Regions from separate parts of the Mus musculus genome. Here region 1 is linked to region 2. The links are chromatin contacts, called in public HiChIP or PLAC-seq maps. All regions are on one chromosome and are shown on one strand. The core of a region is the stretch at or near the end of the contact, and the rest is flanking DNA. Distances in the headings are between cores, read along the strand shown. Region 1 overlaps Map3k20 (mitogen-activated protein kinase kinase kinase 20). Region 2 overlaps Rapgef4 (Rap guanine nucleotide exchange factor (GEF) 4).

Evidence for each region. HiChIP or PLAC-seq counts read pairs in DNA pulled down with a chosen protein or histone mark.
Region 1: an H3K4me3 HiChIP or PLAC-seq map of bone marrow-derived macrophages shows a contact between it and region 2, with 3 times the contacts expected there. The contact joins two enhancer-like sites. A contact is called at or near these places in 3 of 39 promoter capture datasets (the C10 cell line, the HPC-7 cell line and liver), 2 of 484 Hi-C or Micro-C datasets (bone marrow-derived macrophages and granulosa cells) and 2 of 115 datasets of contacts at active chromatin or transcription factors (bone marrow-derived macrophages and embryonic basal ganglia).

Annotation. Positions count from the first base shown.
Region 1 is chr2:72,408,139-72,411,716 of GRCm38.p6, reverse strand. It overlaps Map3k20 (mitogen-activated protein kinase kinase kinase 20), which reads right to left. Exons shown (of 20, transcript NM_023057.5): 12 at 1,524-1,568. Among named protein-coding and RNA genes, the nearest start is that of Gm39847, 55 kb to the left of the region's middle. Within about 2 kb of position 1,581, at least 40 of the 459 cell types and tissues checked have an H3K27ac peak or open chromatin away from gene starts, as enhancers often do. A contact at or near this core is called in bone marrow-derived macrophages, where this site is marked.
Region 2 is chr2:72,219,953-72,223,774 of GRCm38.p6, reverse strand. It overlaps Rapgef4 (Rap guanine nucleotide exchange factor (GEF) 4), which reads right to left. Exons shown (of 31, transcript NM_001204165.1): 18 at 608-758. Among named protein-coding and RNA genes, the nearest start is that of Map3k20, 64 kb to the left of the region's middle. Within about 2 kb of position 1,879, at least 13 of the 459 cell types and tissues checked have an H3K27ac peak or open chromatin away from gene starts, as enhancers often do. A contact at or near this core is called in bone marrow-derived macrophages, where this site is marked.

The DNA of each region.
Region 1 (3,578 bases), core at 332-2,831, 190 kb before region 2:
AGTTTACATCTCTCCTAGAGGTGCCGCTATAATGACTTTTTCACTCACTCATGCAGGTGGGGATTGCCATGGTACTTTTTTTCAGGAACTGTATGAGCAACAAGGACCACACAGCAGTGGACAGAGAGATGGGACAAATGATGTCCCCTGCTAGGCCTGTCAGGTCATGGCAGCCACATGGGGTGACAGGCAAAACATGGTTCTTTCTGTGTCCACTGAGGTGGTTACACCCAGAGGTCTCTTGGCCTTGAATATCACTGGGCCCCTGTTTACTGGTGGCCTAACATTACCTTGGTGAAGATACACAGAGGAGAGGCCGGACTCAGTCATTCTGATTCCCTGGGTCCCTTGACAATGGACTTTTAGCCAAATGGCATGGGAGCCACTCGACCTGGCAGCACAAACTGAGACTGGCTCCTAGAACCCAGATCTTTCAAATCTACCTCTTTCCAAAGGAGGAGATGGGCCATCCCTGTAGCTGGGGAGGAAGCAATTATGTACAGGGCTGGCAAGAGGCTTGGCTTCTAGGGTTCTGGGAATGAGAAACAGGAAGCTGGCATCTGCCTTCTTTACTTTGTGGAGTCTATGCTGCTGCCAAATGCTAAAGGAAGATACAAAGGGCAGAGAGGCATGCCCCAACCCCACACTAGGCTGAGCTGGAGAACAGATCTGGAATTTCTAGTGATGAGCCTTTTTCTTGAGATAGCTTGCTTGGGGTGGCTGTCTCCCTAGGGTGGAGCCCGTTCTTGGCAGCCCTACCTAGCACTCCATCTTCACATTCCTCTTCATTTAATGATGCCCGTGAGCTTGTAAAATGGACCTGGACAGGCACGGGCCCTGAGGGATCTCTCTCTCTCTCTCTCTCTCTCTCTCTCTCTCTCTCTCTCTCTCTCTCTCTCTCATCAGCACTCCTCAAAACCATTTCCCATTAAGGAAGCAGATCTGGAGACAGAATTGGCTACATGGGATTGTTCTTCAGGGAGTCTACCAGAGCTGCATGTAGCCCTTCTTTCGGACTTAAGTATCCTGCCTCCTGCAATGTCAGATTATGGGGAATGCTCTGTCCATTCCTCTTGGGGTAGGCCTGAGCAAGGAGGGCAGTTAAGCATTTTGTCATTTAAAGAGCAGGCCTGAGGTGGGAGAGGGAACCTGTGCAGAAAGCTCCAGGCTGTCCTTGTCTCTCTCCTCCATGCGCAAGTCTTCAGCTGGCACTGTAGGGAAGTTTAAGCATCTTTTCAAGTATGTGTATTTGACACTGAGGATCACGGCTTTTATCTTGTTGGTGGTGTACTGCATTCTGGAGTATTTCCACAGCCAGTGAGCCCTCTCCTAAGGCTTGAAGACCTAGTTGCTTTTACCATAGAGTCCTTACTTTCAATCTCTATTAGATTAGTTATGCAAAAAGAGGAATTTGTTGATTTCTGCTAGATAGGCCCAGATCTCTCTAACCGCATTTCTAAACTTGTGGGCAAATCTGTCGGCTTCCTGCCCAGATCTAAAGAGTCACTAACAGAGCGGCTTACCACATCGTCTTCAGTCCACGCACCAATCTCAAAGGAAGGCAGCAGCTGCGTGGGAGATATGAAGGAAATGAAAAGAGGGAAGCAAGATTATCCTTGCATTTGGTTTGTCTTCTCAGCTCCCCTGCCGCTCTGCCCTGCTTCCTGCTTCTGCTTGCAGGTTAGGGCCGAGAGGAAAACCGTTCCCTCACTTCTCAGAGCCAGTCCACGGGATGCTGAGCCCAGCAGCAACAACCCATTTCACCTTGTGAATGCCGTTTTAGTGGGACTTGGTACAAGTTGGTGTAGTCTTCTTTGGCAGGAATGGCTTTACAGCCCACAACATCATCAGCTATCACAGCAGCCTTAGAATTCTCAGCCAGCAGTAGGATAATGCAATAATTTACTATCCAAGCAACCCTAAGTAGCCGGGTGACTTATTTTGCCTGTTCTCACAGGGCAATTCCAGGGCTTAAACATCTGACTTGCATAGAGGAAACAGGCTATGTGAAGATGGAACTGTTCACAGGCATCCGGTTACTCTAACACAGACTAAAACATGTATCCCTATCAGGGAGACGGGGATTTGAAGAGTACTTTAGCCTGTGCTGGAGAAATTTTCACATCAGTACGTCCCGCAGTTACGGGCTAAATAGCAAATGCTCCCATACAAATGCTCCCATAACTTGAGAAGGCCCATGGCCTGTGGGCTAGGGTGTGGTACAGTCATTAGCTTCAACTAGCTTGAGTTGTCAAAATGTTTAAATGATTCATGAAAGAATATGCAAAAGTACCACCCAATCTCTGTTACAAACAGTGCTTACTGTATACCCACAGGCTCAAACTGCTAGGAGAGGCAGAGTCCCTATAAGGAATTTTACTAGAACGGAGTGAAATGTGTGTGGATTATATTTGAGAGAAGCCACCTTTATTATGTCTTTTTTTTTTTTCTTTAAGTTCCTAACTCACAATACTTGGTATGTCTGCATGGGCGCGCGCGCGCGCGCACACACACACACACACACACACACACACACAGACACACACACACACACACACACACACACGTACATGCATTGTTCACAAAAGCCAAAGGACAACTTGGGTGTCATTCCTCGGGTACTACTCTCTGGGCTGGAAGTCACCAACTAGGCTGGGCTGACTCTGAGCTTCAGAGACCTAGGTACCTGTCTGCCCCTAGCACAGGGTATAAGTGCACGCCACAGCAATGGGCTTCTTGTGTACATTCTGGTGTTGGACTCAGGTCCTCTTCTATGCAAAGCGAGGATTTTACCAACCACGTTCTCTATCTCGCCCTGCCCACTTAATCTTTACTGTACTACCTTACAGAATGAATACAATCGGAGGATGCATGTATTCAGTCTTCTCAGTGTGACAGGCACAAAGACCCATGCTCCATAGCATACGGCAGGGGAATGGAAGGCAAGTGGGCTGAGCTGGGGATTGCAGACCCAGGGGTGGGGTGGGGTAGGGTGGGGTGCGGTTGTGGTAGAAGAAAAGGCAAGGAAGAGGGAGTAGGTGAGACACCGGCCATGGGGGACGAAGTGGGTGTGGCATGTTCACTTAGACTAGAGGATGGAGTGAGCTTGTGTTGGAGGAAAAAGAGAAAGAAGCTGATTCTGGGTGTGGCGAACATATTATGGTAGAGCCTCTTGCTAAAACACCAACACGGGCGTGCAGACCTTGAGTGCTACATCTAGGCTGCAAGGATATAAACCGTGTATTCGAGTCAATGATATGCTCCCCGTACTCTGCTGCTACTGTGCTTTCTCTGGAGCACCCGAGCTGCGACGGCGTCGCCCAGCACACTCACCTGCTTTAATAACGTGGATGGGTGACTGGAGGAGGAACATCTAGAGTTGATCGCCATCAAAGAAAACGCATGGCAAGCTCTACTTCTTCAAAGGGCAGCTGTATCCAGCTGCAGAAACATGCCATCATCTTTGCCCATTACAGACACAAATGTGGAATGAGAGACAGCCGGACACTAGTATAGCTGGTCTTTATAGGATGTCAGTGCATGTGTGAATGTGGTGTGGTGTGGTGTGTGTGTGTCTC
Region 2 (3,822 bases), core at 630-3,129:
AGCCGGAAGCAGTGCTGACCAAGAAAATGGTGTCCATTCAGAACTGGCCCCTGGCTGCCCTGGCAAGTCCTCATTAAATCACCCAGCCTCTCAGCAGCCAACCCCACCCACCATTCTCCCTTGGGCTTTTACTCCTAAGAAAGTGAGTAACTGAAGACAGACCCGCATGCACAAAAGTGTTTGCTGTACAGTTATCCTAGCAAGGAGAAAGCAGACACGTGTGGGCACAGATAAATGCTTTTGTGGACAGCTGCTGATGGAGTGTCGGAACCTTTCATTACAAAGAACTCACTGACATGGGGAAAAAAATCTTTACAGAGCGAAGTAGAAAAAAAAAAGCAGCCTGCAAAATGCTGGGTACTCATGCGATTACAAGTCTCTCAAACATGCAAAGAACACAAGAGCAGACCATAACGCACCATGGTGGCACCACTCATGGAGCTGGAGCACTGGAGCGGGAGGACAAGGGCTGATGTTTTTCTTTTATTAAACATACCTGACAGTGAACATGCTAACAAGGTCTAGAACTGGCAATTGCAGAGTCTCTATAGAATTGGCTGTACACCCTGTGTCAGTGGACAAAAGGATATGAATGACCCCCACATACCTCCAGGAAGGCCATGGCCACATCATCTTCTTGGAGGAGATCGCCATACATGGCCGCCCACTGCAGGACCAAGCGGATGACCCGCCTCTTGTTGTTGAGGGCATAATCCATTCTCTCCTGCTCGGTACCTTGAGAAGGCTGTGCGTGGTAAGTGCCAAGGAGTCAAGGAAACCACAGAGCTACTTCCCACCCGTTTCGCTTGTGCTACGTGCAAGGCAGAGAATGACAGATCCCAGCTTTGGACTTATGCCATCTCCCACGTTGGTCCTCAAGGAAACTTCCCATCACAGTGTCTGAAGCACACACGCACACACTGTTGGTGACTCCTGATAGCTGACTGAAGAGTTAGACTGCAGGCTCCACAGACATGACCAGGATTCCTGCAGGGTCTAGCCTCGGTTCTCATTCTCCCTTCCTGTCCTATACCCCACCCTCCAGGACAGTAATGTGATTTCCCATTGCTTACTTCTGGGTATTTTGCCTCCTCCTGTTGGTCCCCTTAATTCTGCCCCTATCATTATGATCCTTCTTTGCATGAATTCCAATTTAACTCTTCTGAGTGGGGTACCCCATTCTGCTAGGACCATGGCTGGTGCAGTGTTTATAGAAACAAGCCAGGAGGATGTAGAGGAACTCACTCTGCATTACAGAGTCCCTAGTGAGAGCTCCAGACCCTCCTTATGCCACCTCTTCATCTCTCATCCAGAGCCACTGCCTACTTCATCATCAATTTGAGCCACGTGGCCGGCCATCTTAATTATAAGCCAGTGAGGCTTGGAGGGGATCTTTGTCCTGTGTTCTATACCATGCCTAGTGCTGTGAGCCTCGATGGCAAACTTTTTATTTATTCATCAGTAGAATTCAACACTTAACTGAGTGTCCACCACACGTCTAAAGTAAAGGGTCATACTGCCATTACCACTCCTGTGTAGACAGCACAAGTATTTTAGATCAGACACCCTTTTCCTTTTTTAGTGATTTATAGGCGCTCATATCATGGTCACCCTGTTCATAAAACAACTTAGCATTTATAGTTTATGTTATAAACTGCACAAAAGGGACTTTGGTGAAGCTCTATTTTAGCATCTGGCGACAAAAATGTTGTTTCCTTTCTAAAAGTGGGCAAACCAACACAAAAGGAACATAAAAGGCTATGATTATCTAGGGAGAGGGCACAGTTGGCTTTGAGTCCAAGACTCCCGACTCTGGCTAGCTTCATTCCCACTGAACAGCATTCCTGAGCCTTGTAGCAAATAACAAGACCAGCCTCGTCTGAGCTGACAGCCAGGCTTAAAAGGCACCATAGAAAACTGCCTCGTGGCAGTGCCGTACTTGAGAGCTAACGCAGCAAAGGGCCTTTCGGAAAGAACTATAAATAATCATGATCAAGGCAAATGACAGAAACTTAAAGCAAAGGTTTACTGCATGTAAATGGGTTGCAAAATGGCTTTCATAAATTGAGCACGAGATTCATAAAAAAAGAAAATTGCTCAACCTGTATTGCTACAATTCTCTCTGAGCTTACAATAAAAAAAAGGGAAGACAGATCACTTTATGTGAAAATTATTTCTTTTCTGATTAACCCTTTGGTCTCTTGCTTATATATATATGCATAACTCCGTTTTTCTTTCGTAAGAACTACAATACCGGGTATAAAGTTTCGTTACTGTTGCAACCGGCAAGCAGACGTTAGCACTGTCAGGGGTTGGCTCAGCAGAGGAGACTCTGAGCGTGCGTTCTTTGGTTCCCACTGTCTAGTGCTTTGATTTGGAGTGAGTCACTGCAAACTACAGACTTCTGTTTGCTCGCCCGAAGAAGAGATGAGATGAGACAGTTTCCAGCTTCTCTTTAGATATATCTATTAACACTAATGTAAGGCCGATTCAAAGAGAACTAGGTACCACAAACTAACATAACAAAAGTATACTACCTTCTCATGGTCTCTTTTGCTTAATTTGATACACCCCTGTGTTTTGTGTGGTGCTATAGTTTTCATATGGCATGCTCCCACCAAGATTCATGTTTGGGCTTTAATTCTTTAATGCAACACTGCAAGGCTATGTCTTTAAGGGACACTGATGTTTTTGATGAGAGACAATATTCGTTCTCGGGAGTGGATTGGTGCTTTCTAGAGTGGATCGTTATACAACATGTGGGTTTCTTTCTTGGCTCTTTCTTCTAACATGCCCATTAGCCCTTCTGCGTGGAGAGGGATGATGCCCCCAGCAGCCCGTGAGGAGATACCGCCCCCTCCCCTGAACTCCCAGCTCCCAGAACTATGAGCAGCTACATCTCTTTTCTTTATAAATGACCCAGGGTCTGGGTGTCGAGTACAAGGACAGGAAATAAATCCAGACACATGGAAACTGGGCTTAGCTCTATTCTAAACTTTCATTTCTGGAGTCAGCAGAATAAAGTAGGGATGGCTAAGATGGAAGCAGGGGTGTGGAGTTTGGACAGGCTTGGTAAGTATGAGGTAGGAAAAGTATGGGCTCAAAGTAGGATGGGTTTGAAGGCTCCCGATATGCCAGGCTTACGCTGAGCTCACTTTACACCAGCTATCTTGACTTTGAGCTGTGGCCATAGTATATATTCCCAAGCCTTCTCCTCAACCTAGGCTTCTCTCTATCCACTTTGATAGAAAACTGGGTGATGATGTCTATTAAAAAAACTTTCTGATGGCCTTATTCTGTGAAAATGTGCATATATTTTTGAACATGTCATACCAACTTTAAAAGAAAATCACACTGTGCCCAGACTAGCTGTACAGTCTAGAGTCTTTAAAAAGATTTCATTACACATGAAATATGCTTTACAATTACTTAAAGATGGTGACACTATACAAGGAAATGGAGGCTTCTACTGAGCTGGTGTACACAGTGGGAGCCTTGCCCTAAATTTAGAAGAATCACCTCAAGAGGAAACGAGGGAAGTGATGATTTTTTTTTTTTAAAAAGATGCATTTGTTTTTGTTTCATGTTTACAGGTGTTTTATTTGCATGTTAAGTGCATCATGTGCATGCAGTACACACAGAGGCCAGCAGAGGGCATTAGATTCCCGGGAACTCAAGTTACAAATGAACAGCCCTGTGGGTACTGTGAAATAGACTCAATTCCTCTGCAAGAACAGCAAACGCCTTTAATCACTAAGTCATCCACATCTCTAGCCTCTTGATTTGGTTCTTAAGAGGCAACTGTATTTTAAAATAGATTAG